Regions from separate parts of the Mus musculus genome. Here region 1 is linked to region 2. A link is a contact called in public promoter capture Hi-C data. All regions are on one chromosome and are shown on one strand. Each heading gives the region's core, a stretch centred on a gene start, on an enhancer-like site or on the middle of the called end of the contact. The rest is flanking DNA. Distances are from core to core; before and after follow the strand shown. Region 1 holds the start of Slc17a3 (solute carrier family 17 (sodium phosphate), member 3). Region 2 holds the start of Olfr1367 (olfactory receptor 1367).

The links. Capture Hi-C pulls out chosen DNA fragments and counts their contacts.
Region 1: a contact with region 2 is called in a promoter capture Hi-C map of liver, with 5 times the contacts expected there. The contact joins the promoter of Slc17a3 here to the promoter of Olfr1367 in region 2. A contact is called at or near these places in 1 of 39 promoter capture datasets (hippocampal neurons) and 2 of 9 other capture datasets (adipose tissue and liver).

What each region holds. Positions count from the first base shown.
Region 1 is chr13:23,836,749-23,842,662 of GRCm38.p6, forward strand. It overlaps Slc17a3 (solute carrier family 17 (sodium phosphate), member 3), which reads left to right and starts at 2,686. Exons shown (of 12, transcript NM_001164743.1): 1 at 2,686-2,917.
Region 2 is chr13:21,341,663-21,348,429 of GRCm38.p6, forward strand. It overlaps Olfr1367 (olfactory receptor 1367), which reads left to right and starts at 5,268. Exons shown (of 1, transcript NM_146533.1): 1 at 5,268-6,218. The coding sequence starts at 5,268. The coding sequence ends at 6,218.

The DNA.
Region 1 (5,914 bases), core at 1,436-3,935, 2.5 Mb after region 2:
TCTGAGGTTCCAGGGAATGCCCACTGCCACTGAGCCAAGCCTCTGTGGTGTCCAGCTTCAGCGTACTCCATCTGATCCATGCTGGACTTTGTGAGGTTTAAGCAGAGAGTACACAGAAATTGACCTTCCTCTATCCGGGGTTGGCCTTCAGCCTAGAGATAACCGGCTTCTGTGATTGCCTCAACTGGGCACTGATTTCCTCTGAGATGTTGGTCAGACATGGAGCCATCCTACAGATAATAATTAAGGACAACTGTTCACACACTTAAGGAAAGCATTCCTTGGATACTCAAATCAAAGTGAGGATGTGTGCACTCTATTTGCTCCGAAGATTTTCATGTCAACACAAAGTAGTTTCAAGCTCATCAGAGAAGAAAAGGTGTAATCTCTAAAAGGTGAGTAAAATGATCTAAGTCAAAGAAATATTTCAATTCATACTCAAATGTTTAAAAACTAATTGTACAGGTGAGGCAAAATTGGATTTTTTTTTTCAGTGTAGAAGCATGTTGGGTCTTTTTGTTTATGAAGTCAAACCAAGTACATGGTTAAAACCATGAACATTTTAAAGTAAAGTTAAAAATTAAATTATAAAACTAAGCCACATATTCCAACTTGGTTAATTTAGAATTAGAAATACGTGAATTCTAAAGTTGTTGATTATTTATCCCAGAGTACAGAGTTCTTTAAAAAAGGACTCAGCGAAAAATAATTGACACAGGAGGTAAAACTCCTAAGACTCCATAATGAACTTAGACCTTTCTACCTTTAAATTTCAGATGTGTATATGAGCTGTGTCTGTACTTCTTTCTCTTACAGACAGTGAAAGATTGTATACTATGGAGATCGTATACTACATATGCTTCAGAAAATCCTCATTCCCCAAGGCCCAGACTTCTCAAATTATTAACCTCAATGACACATCCAACAGCTCCAGTCAGGAGCTTCAGTCAGGGCTTCCCATTATGGAGAAGTGGTTTGTCCTCTTACAGCACTTAGAGTCAAACACAAAACCAAAGGAGATGCATTGAGAGCATAAAGCAAGACAGGACTTAAAGCCACAGTGAAGATGAGCTACCAGAAGAGCTCAGTGCACACAGAACCCAGATTCCTTTCTGTGAATGAGTTTGACATCAGTGCTCAGGCTGAGTCATAAGCCTAGGGGCCTCTGAGAGGTAGAGTTTTTTTGTTTTTTGTTTGTTTGTTTGTTTGTTTTTTGCCTATACGAAACAGTGGGTTTGAAGTACCACCTCACCTTTGAGGCAAGGACAAACTCCTTCACGAGCTTGGAAGGCAATGAATCTGTTGTCTACTTCCAAGCTATTGGCAGGATCGTCTAAAGAAATGAACAAGCTTGGCCTCTGGTGTGCTGGTGTGGGTGTTCCGAGCTCAGCCCCTTTGTTGGAAATCAATGTGGAGGTACCTCAAAAAGCTAGACATAGGACTATCATGTGATCAAGCCAGAACATTTCCTGAGAATATTCTCAACAGACTCTATATTCTACTGTAGATTTATTTACTCATTCATGTTTATTGCTTCTCTGTTCACAATCACCAGGAAATGAAAAGGTTTAAAATGTCCCATCACCTGATAAATGTGTAATGATACATGGAAGATTATTCAACCATAAAGAAAAATCAAACTACAAAATTATCAGTTCGGTGCATTTCTCAGCCCTCATCAGGGAAGCTTCTTTTTATAGTATAAGGTGATTAATACAAAGACCCACGGCTTGTCAAAATCTAGGGAGTAAGAGACTGTGGTATGATCAGCTTTAAAAGGGCATCTGTGTCACATTCTTGATCATAAGGCTCAGGAAGCATTGTAGAAGAGGCATCTTAAGCACCAGAGGTAGTGGACATCTACTGCAAAACCTTCTTTGCCAGACAAGACAGCGCTGTTGTACACGTGAGCTCACAGCAGCTGTGGCTGTAAACACAAGACCTGAGCAAGATCCAGCCAGCCAAAATCTCGCCACGGTCAGGGCGGGAGCTCATGAAGTCTCACCCATGGCCGAGGAGCTATTGGCAATTTATGGCTGCTAGCCGGTGAGAGCATCAGTTTTCTTCAGGGATTCAGATTCTAAGATGCTATCCATATTCCATTAGATAGTTCAACACCTATGAACACACAGACAACACTACGTGACTCAGTAGGGAGGAGGAGGAGGAGGAGGAGGAGGAGGAGGAGGAGGAGGAGGAGGAGAAGCAATGAAGAAGCATGAACTTGAGAGGGAAAAGTGACAGTGGGGAATGGGAGGAATTTGTTGGCAAAAATGAGTGAGGTCTGATCACAATGCATCATGTGCATGTATAAAAGTTTTAAGCGGTTACTTAAGTGAGTTAGAAAACTTGCCATTGTACATGGTAACATGTGCAAATTGAGATGTAGGTACGAGCATTGTTTTATGTAGTTTATCAACAAACATAGAAGTAATTAAGACAGGAAAAAAGTCATGGGGAATAAATACTGAATTTATGAGAAGCTTGTGGGTTTTGTCCATTTGATTTGGTTAACAACGTTACTAAATAAGATTATGGCCCACATAGTTCAAAGAAGCAAAAGAAAATTAAAGACCAGACAAAAAAAAGAGGGGGTAAAGTACAAAATGTGTTTAATTTGTAACTTATCCCATTTCAAACCGGAAAAAGGAAATGTCTTTAGAAATACTGCAAGGCAATGTGACTAATAACTGCCTGCAGGTGTCAGACCCAGTAGATCCTTCTGGGGTGCTGGCAAGACACTGGACAAGGACGAAGGCTGTGAAGCTCACAGCTGAAAGCAGGGGGTGCTTCAGCCTGTCATTAATGATTAATAATTGGAGTCATGGAGTGACACAGAATACTGAGTGGTCTGGTAAGAGGTAAGAGAAGCCTGTCCAGAGGAAACACAGGAAGGCCTACCTCAGTCACTAAGTTGGTAAGTCACTTACTTTCATTGGGTAGCCAAAGATCTGCACTGTCCTTGAATACCAGCTGAGGGTTGCTATACATCCCTCCTCCAACTTCAAATGTTCTCCTGCTGACAAAATAAAAACATGTTCATACAATGTAAAAACCTATGTCTACAAAGGCAATGGGGAAGCAAGAGTGAGGAAGACGGAAAAATGGAGGGAGAGGCAAAGGGAAGGGGGAAGGGGGAGAGAAGGGGAAGAAGATAACGGAGGATGGAGAAAGAGAGGGAGAAGGGAGGGGAAAAGAGGGTCCAAGAGGGAGGGGAAAAGGAGGAACATACAGAGACAGCGGGTAAGGAGAGGGAGGAGAAGAAAGAGAGGGAGAGGAGAGACTGGAAACTGAAGAGTTTGTGCTAGATCACCATAGGAATTGGTGGAGACAATAGCAGCTGTGGAGACAGATCCAAGAAACACATACTATAAAGGAATGTTTTTAAAACTTTTACGTAGTCACATAAAATCATGTATGTGTGTAGAAGTGACTTGTCCAGAGAATCAAGGGAGGTAGATCTACCATACCCAACAGAACTTGTTATTTAAAAAAAAAAATTGAATGAGAGAGACAGAGACAGAGACAGACAGAGACAGAGAGAAACAGACAGAGAGAGAATGGTAAGGGGAAAGTCAAAGTGTCTCATGAACAAACATCAGTTCTTTTGCTAATGAGCTCAATGGCCTAGGAGAAGAGAGTCAGTGAGTTTTCTGAGGTCCATGGCCCTGCCTGGGTCCTGAGTCTACAGCAGTGGTTGTAACTACTCTTGTTAGTCTGACAGCTGCTGGGGACATGAAGAACAGTGTGAGCATTGTGAAAACCACTCTAGATAAAATGGTGTTAGCAATCACTTCTTTGCCTGTTACATCATCAATACAAAAAGCACACAGCTCTTACCTTACAGCAAACATGACATTATACTGGAGCCATATTTGAGAGACCATGGTCTGGGAACAGAGATTTAGGTTATGCCAGATGTTCATGTCCCAATATGGAAGCCGTCTCATGAATTTTATAGTTTTATAGAATGACAAAAGTCATAAATCAAGGCAAGTTTAAAATACACTAGAGTCTACATAGAGAGGCAGACACAGCAAGATGGGGAAGTTTTTCTAAGGCCTCAGATGCTACCTGATAAAATTCTTAGACTTTGAATAGGTACAAGCTAGTAGTATCAGTATCAGAATCAGAATCTAGCAGTAACAGTAGCAGTAGCAGTTGTTAGCAATAGCCGTCATCATCGTAATCCTCTTTAAAAATCAATAGATTTCAAAAGGTTATTTATCAGTCATGGAATGTTAGTCCTGACACTAAGTAGAGGTGGGCAAGAAATGGTTGTTGAAGTGGCTAAGTCTATCCGAAATTAAGATAACTGGCCTCTGAACTTATACTATTTCATCCTTTCCACACTATTACAGTTCTAACCAGTGAACCAGACGTTGTAGACTCAGGGGCCTTCCAGGAACTCTCACAGACATTGCGAAGATGTATGCCCTGTCCCACAGAAAGTATTGATCTTTTCCTTAGTCAGCTATGCTTCAGCCATGTGACTACCACAATTTTCTGAAGAAGTGCAGCCTTTCATAATCAAATTCATTCATTGCCCAGATTCTCATCCAGATAAGTTAGGAGACAGAACTATAGCGTAAGAGAAAATAAGGTTACTCTTATGCAAGAATACTGGATTAAGAAAACCAATGAGGTGATATGAACCTTAACCAAATTAAAATGTCTGAGAGGGGACTGGAGAGATGGCTCAGTAATAGAGTGCTTACTGTAGAATGTAAAGACCTTAGTTAACTTTCCAGCACCCACGATGAAAGCTGGGTTCTGTGGCATTTGTTCCTGTAGCAAAGTAGATCAATATGAACCTGTACTGGAACTGGGGAGAGCCTAGCTCCCAAGCCAGAGCTCTTCAAGCATTCTGTAGTGACTCTGATAAATCCAGTGATAAGTAGTTCCAGGCCTTAGCGGCAGGATGCCTATTATATTGAAGTAGGAGATAGTAGCCAGCTGCACCCCACCTTGCTCCCCAGGTAGATGGAATGAGCCTGGTTTTGGCTGCTTGGTACTGACTCTTCAAAGGTCCTCAAATGCATTTTCTTTTAACTAACACCTATGGATTATATATTGTCCTGTTAGACCACAGATCATCTAGCTTGTGCATTCTCTCTCTCTCTCTCTCTCTCTCTCTCTCTCTCAGAAATCAGGCCATACACTCCTCTAGGTCTTTAGGACGAAGAGTTGATAAGAAAATATGCTGCACTGTGCTGTGGCCTTCAGTCCCCCTCTTATTTACAGCTGTGATCAAATCCAGCCCTGCCCCCTACCCCTAACTGACAACATTGAGTTACACTAAGCTTGCCTTCCTGACTTCTGGTCCATATGCCAAGGCAAACTAGATCATGTAGTGTGGGACTTGTTCACCAACTTGAAAGCCCCCTTTAGTGTCTAGAATTGAAGCCCCACTCCTACTGCTATGATGCTCTGTCTCTTCTAATGCTTTCCTACATTAGGGTCTCTCTGTTTCTGTGTCTGTCTGTCTCTCTCTGTCTCTTTGTCTCTTGTCTCTCTCTAACTCTGTCTTTGTCTCTCTCTCTGTCTTTGTCTTTGTGTCTGTCTCTGTCTCTCTGTCTCTGTCTCTCTCTTTCTTTCTCTCTCTCTACATACAGCTCAACTGAAGGGTAATTTCATGTTGGTTCTTTTCTTTTCTATTTTTTCTGAGAAACACTAATTACCCAGAAAGAAAAAAACCACAATGGCCACAGTGGTAGAGATGAGCCCTACAAGTGAGCAGAGTGAGTTCGTCCTAGGTACGCCAGTGAACAAGAAGACCCCTGCCCTGAAAGGTAAACTGTACACAGCTGCTTGCTCACTGGCTTTATGGTGCACTCTTTTCTGTAATGTATTTATATAAAACAATGGATTAGTCATCTTTACATTTTTTATTCTTTTTGTAACACACTTACAT
Region 2 (6,767 bases), core at 4,018-6,517:
CATGAACTACACTGTGATGGTTTGTATATGCTTGGCCCAGGGAGTGGTACTATTAGAAGATAGTACCTGTTGGAGTAGGTGTGTTACCATGGGCGAGGGCTTTAAGACCCTGTCCTAGCTGCCTGGAAGTCAGTATTCTGCTAGCAGCCTTCAGACAAAGATGTGGAACTCTCAGCTCCTCCTGCACCATGCCTGCCTGGACACTGCCATGTTTCTGCCTTGATAATAATGGACTGAAACTCTGATCCTGTAAGCCAACTCCAATTAAATGTTGTCCTATAAGAGTTGCCTTGGTCATGATGTCTGTTCACACCAGTAAAACCCTAACTAAGACATGCACCAACAGCGCTCTGCACTGACTCATGAATTGTATATCTCCTATCATCACAGTCAGGAGCAGTTATTTACTGGAATTCATTATACCCAAAATTTTCCATATAAAATCTCAATTAACCCAATTATCCTATCAAATAAATAGTGCATTCTGCATTTTTGAGGATGAAGGTACAGGTTTAGAAATGTTCACTGTAACATAGCAAGTGGCCAAGTTCAGTTTCAAATCCAAGATTACTCATTTTGGAACCCAAGATCTTCTTGTCTTCTATTTCTTTAGGGTCAAGCGTGATGTCTATAGTCATAAAGTAAACAAAATTTAGTAACTTAAACTACTCTCAAACCTTAGCCTTTTCTGCCTTAAGGGTTCTAAAAGAGTTTTGATATATCTTCTTATGAAGAGAGTGCACCAGCCTAGTAAAGTGTTGCTTAATTCCATTTACTCCTGAAGGAGGAGAATATAAAATAAAACCTCAGATATCTACGTAAGAGGTTCTCTATGAAGAAGAAACAGATCAAGTCAGGAATGGCGACACTGCCTGTGATCCCGGCACGTGGGAGGAGGAAGGAAGAGAATCCAGAGTCCTAGATTCTCTACTACATAGTGTGATGGAGGCCAGCCTGGGCTACATGAGACCCTATTTTAAAATACAAAACCAAACTAGAATGGAAGGAAGGGAGGGAGGAACTTGTAAGAACATTCAGCTTCTTCATTTCGTTTGCTGTATTATGCTGTTTCCACTGTGGACACTGTCTGCTCGGCCTCCAGTTCTTCAGATTCAAAAGCAGGTGTGGGGAATGGGATGGGTGTGGTGGATACTCCTATAATCCCAGCTCTTGGGAGCTGGAGGCTGAAGGCTCAGAGTTAGAGGTCATCTTCAGCCACATGGTTAGTTCAAGGCCAGACTCAACACAAAAAAGGAGGAGAAGGAGCTGTTTGACACACAGCTCTGAGCACCTTGGTCAGGAACCATCTAATAACCTTGGAAAGGCAGCCCAGGTGTTCCAGGAGGGGTGGGGCAAGGGTTTTTAACCATCTTTAGAGTTGCTGCCTTTCTTCTAGCTCACTCTGTGGAGCAATTTACTCTTAAAAAGCTTTCCAAGTGATAGAGATGGGTTGAAATTGTACCAGCTCATGGAAGAAATAAAAGGAGAATCTTAATGTTTTTAAGGCAGTTAAAACAAATGATATAAATCTCAACTATGGTGAGCTTGAATAAACAAAATCTCCACCTGCCTGTTCTCTGTACACTACCAACCTAAGAAAGTACACCTGTGCTCTGTTTGTAAAACTTCACTTAGTATTCGAATTGAAAAATGTGAAAAATCTTATAAATCCTGAACAAATTATTTAATTTCTTCAAGCTTCAGGCTATAGATGAGGACAATAATAATAATGCCCGCTTCAGCTACTAGGGACCTTCCTGTAACGTGTGTAGGTTGTTTTAAGTGATTACTGTTGTTACTGTCTTTATTGGGTGCTTGTATGTGAGTGTGCGTGTGCATGTGCTTCGGTGCGCACGCACATGCGTTTGAGTATCTGTGGAGGCAGAAGAGATCATCCCTAGAGATAGAGCTATAGGCAGCTGTGGGCCACCCACTGTGAGTGCTGGGAATTAACCTCTGGTCCTCTGCAAGAGCAGGAAGTAGTTTTTAAAGCTGTTGGGCCATCTCTCAGGGCCTATTATTATTGTTATTAATACATTTGTTTGCTTTCTGAAAATTGGGGAAGCAAATTCTTCTCTCCCTTGGTAGTCAAATGAGATTAGTAGATGGAAAATCTGACGCAATCCCTAATTGTAGCCAAGGTGGTAAATATAAACCGGATGCTCCAGGGAGACTGACTTACCCACGACAGCAGTCTCTCAGGGAGGGCTGCCACACTAGCTGAAAGCTGCTTTTATCTTCTCCCGAGTCAACCTTAGAACCAGGAAAGAATATTTTTGTGACAGGACCTGCCACATCAAGACTTTAGAGGCTCTTCTTGAGTCCCTAACCTGATTAGACTCACTTAATCTCTCTAAACCTGAGGAATCTGGTCCTTCAACAACAGTTCTCCTAACTATATTTTTATAGCTGGTCATGTCTGCTTAATATCCCAACAAATAGAGGGATGTGCTAGTGATCTTTCTTTTTACCAACTCAGGACTAAGTATCCCTAGGTTTTGTTTAGCTTTATTTGGTTTTGAGAGGAGGAATATGTGAATGTTCTGGAGTACACAGATCAGCTAGGCTAAGTACCATACTTCAGCTAACTGGATTCTTGCTCTAGCAAAGAAATATCAACTTCTGTAAAGAGGGAGAAAGAAGGTTGTGGTTGAACAAATTCTTTAAAATATAACACATTGAAGATCAATTCAAGAATCAAATTGTGTGAACAATGGACAAGTCCAAATGCTTGAGGATGCTTTTGAGAAGACAGGATGCCATTCTTTTTCTCTACTTTATTTGCAAATGCCTGGTCCCCTTCAATAACTTGTATCTTCTCTGGTTGGACACAGTCCCTTGTCATTGTCTTTGTCTCCATATGTCCCTGGCCTTGGTAATTAAGCCATTATAACTATCCCAAACACAGGTTCAGGTACTTCATGATTTCTCAAATCACTAGCTGGTTAAGTTGACCCAGAGCAAAAAGACCCCAGGAGACTCACTCAAGCTGATTCTTGCATGCCAAACTTAAAATTTGCCTTGTAAAGATATTTGTGATTTAAGCTATGTATCCCATACAATGTTCACACCAATGCCCTTCTCTTTCCGTCCATTCCATTTCCCAACTCCTAGCATCTTGGATTAAAGTTTGGGTTTCTAGCTCCTCTGTCGTACAGCCATGCCTTGCTCCTGTTTGTCACCACTGCCTGGCCCGCTAACGCTATCCCTGTGCAGGTTGCCCTCACCTCACCCCCAGCTTCCCATCTCTTCTCTCCTATCATTCCTCATCGTCCTCTGTAGTAAGTGTTCTTAAGAGCTACTCCACTCTTGTCCTGAAACACATTTGTTTGGTCAGTGCATTTAACATAGTGATCAAGGTTTTGCACATTGTGGTCTTGAGTTGAGTTTTCAACATGGTTTCCCACTATAACCTGTGATAATGCTATCTACACATGTACATTTATCAGGTTGCTAAACTCAGCCATAAAATTAAGCGTGCTTCCCTCAAACCCTTCCCTTCCCTGCAGGAAACTGCTGTGTTTTCATTACTTCAAACACGGGTGTGTGCTTCTGACGTCTGTGGCCATCATTTATAAGCATTAACACTTTCTAGTCCTTGCTATTTTTCATTTTATTAAAGGCCCATAGTCAAGATTTTAAAAATCTGATACCATGAGCTCTCAGTGGAAAAATAAAAACAGTTTTCTCACTCATCACTCATACTGCCTGGTGTTTTCGGGAACAATCACGACTGTGTATAAAGCTCTTCTTTAGGGAATCACTGAGCTATGGGTTGTGGTAGCCCTGTCCTCATTACCTGTCCATTATGATTAATCGACAGGAAAATGTTCTGCAATCCTCCCATGGTCTTCTATCACACATCACAGGGATTCTAGCAACACCATTCAGGTCTGTCACTTCAAAACCAGGTTTTGTTGATGTAACAAAACAATTAAAACAACTTCCATAGACTCGTCCAGTAAACTGAAACACATTTCTCTTGTCACGATAACTTCACATGTAATTTCTTTGGCTAAAGTTTCTTAGGATTAATCCCAACATGTGGTATCTAAATCTCTATCCTAAACTAGGAAATATCTATGTTAATTTTCAAATATATTATCCTTTTTCCTTCGGCTTATCTTTTAAGTGACTCTAAGCTTTTTATGCACATTGAGCATGTTATAAGAAGAATCCTTTTTTATTTATCATGAAAACCTTCTCAATGGGCAAGTAGAATGTTTTCTTTAACATTTATTTTAGAGACATTTTAGGTTAATAGAAAAGTTGAGCAAAGGTACAGAGATTTCCCATAATCCCCTGCCCTCCCTGCATGTGTAGTTTTTCCTTTTTCCCAACCCACAGGACCGTTGGTTGTGATCGGTGAGCCAATACGGATGGATTGATTACTCCAAATCCAGAATTGACATTGGAATTAACCTTTAACACTGTACATCCTGTCCATTTGGACAAGCTCACCTTGGCATGTGCCCATCATTACAGAGAGCTGGAAGCACAGAAGCGATGGAGTAGTTTCACTGTCCTAAAATTTTGGTGTTACAATAATTCTTTCCTGCAGGTAAACTGTTGTGTTTTCATTACTTCAAACACGTGTGTGCGCTTCATTTATAAGTATTGACACTTTCTAGTCTTTGCTCTTTTCCATTTTATTAAAGGCACATAGTCAAGATTTTTAAAATGTAATACCATGAGCTTGCAGTGGAAAAATAAAAACCAACATTCTTACTTATCTCTCACATTTCCTGATAATTCTCATGCTCTCAGTCACTGGCTCAGTCAGGGGTTTTAACTAGTTAAAGCCACTAGTTTTAACATTTTTACAATGTCATCCTTTTTGGAATGACATTCTGTTGGAATACTGAAGTATATACTTTTCTCAAAATTTTTTTTTTCTACTGACAAGTTGTTCTAACTCTAAGAAGTGAGGAGAAAGGAGCTACCACTTTGCCTGAATCCTGATTTGTTCATGTGTTTCAGATGCCTCAATGAGAAATTTCTCCTTAAAAGGGAGTAAGGAGAGGAAAGCAGGCATTATATAGAACAACTTTGTCCCCAGGAAGAGTTTTCCAGACTTTTGAAATGTTACCTATGAATTATTGTTTTATATCACCATTGATGTGATTTCTATGGATGGCATATACCAGCTCTTTCCCTAGGAAAAAATAAGTGTATTTTTTTCTAGTACCTTCATAATTTTTGCCTAGTTGTAATTTTTTAAAATCATCCTTTTCCTCCTTGATTTTATCAGGCCCCTTTCCTTTGAAATGTCAGTGAATCGCATCAGTGCAGATTTCCCAGAAGATTTCATTCTTATGGGCTTTACCAAGTACCCATGGCTGGATCTCCCTCTCTTCTTTGTCCTCCTGACCTCCTACATGTTCACATTGCTGGGAAACATTGCTATTATTTTGGTTTCTCAGCTCGATTCCCAGCTCCAAAGTCCCATGTATTTCTTCCTTACCAGCCTTTCATTTTTGGATCTCTGTTTTACCACTACGACTGTCCCTCAAATGTTGTTTAACTTACAGGGACCCAACAAGAACATCACTTACATAGGCTGCATGGCCCAGGCCTATGTGTTTCATTGGTTAGGCTGTACTGAATGTGTTCTTCTTGGTATCATGGCCTTAGATCGCTATGTGGCTGTGTGCAAGCCTCTGAGGTACTCTGTCATTATGGACCACAGGCTCTGTCTGCAGCTGTCTGGTGCTGCTTGGCTCACTGGCCTGGCTAACTCACTACTACAGTCTACACTTACCATACAGTTGCCCCTGTGTGGGAATCGGATGCTTGACCACTTCTTCTGTGAGCTGCCTGGGCTTATTAAGATGTCTTGTGGGGACACCACAGTCAATGAGGTTACTTTAGCAGTGGTGGCCACATTCTTCATAATGGGTCCCCTCTCCATGATACTTGTATCATATAGTTACATTGCTCAAACTGTATTTCGAATGCCTTCTGCGGCAGGGAGGCTCAAGGCTTTCAACACTTGCTCATCGCACCTGCTGGTGGTGTCTTTATTTTATGGACCAGGGATCTACATCTACATGCAACCCTCAGAGGATGGCTCCCAAGACCTTATCAAGGTCTTGACTCTGTTTTACTGTGTCATCACTCCCATGGCTAATCCATTCATCTATACTCTGAGGAACAAAGATGTCATAGGAGCTTTGAAGAGACTTCTGAGGAAGGCCATTTCAACTAAGGGGATATGAAAAGTGTTTCTTTATTCTTAATTGGAAAGGTCCAACAATAATGTGAAACATCAATCTGTTTTGTCTGAAGGAGGGAACTGTTGACCTAAAATTTGTGATCTCATACTGCAGCTTCTAGAGTGCTTGGATTACAGGTGTATATCACCACACCCAACTTAAATTTTTACATCAAAGCCACCCTCACACCTCCAGTGCCAGGGATGGGTTACATCTCAATGAGTTGTTGACCAAAGGGGTCCCTAGACTGACTCAAACACCACAAGTAATTGTTAAGGCTATTGGTTATCCTTGGTAAGGCCCTGTTAGTGATGATGTCACTTAAGTATATCATAGAGCATGAAAAATTGATCTGGCACCAAACTAGAAGCTTCACTGTTAGAAGGTCCTAGACACACTACAGGAGGAGAAAAGTAATCAATGTCACCAGGCTATAAAACCTGCAATCTACAGCAGCAACGACCTGTAAAAGTACACTGGTGCAGTAGTGGCACTAATAGGAGTAACCAACTATTTTTTTTTTTTAAATTAGATTTAAGGCCTTGCTCCATG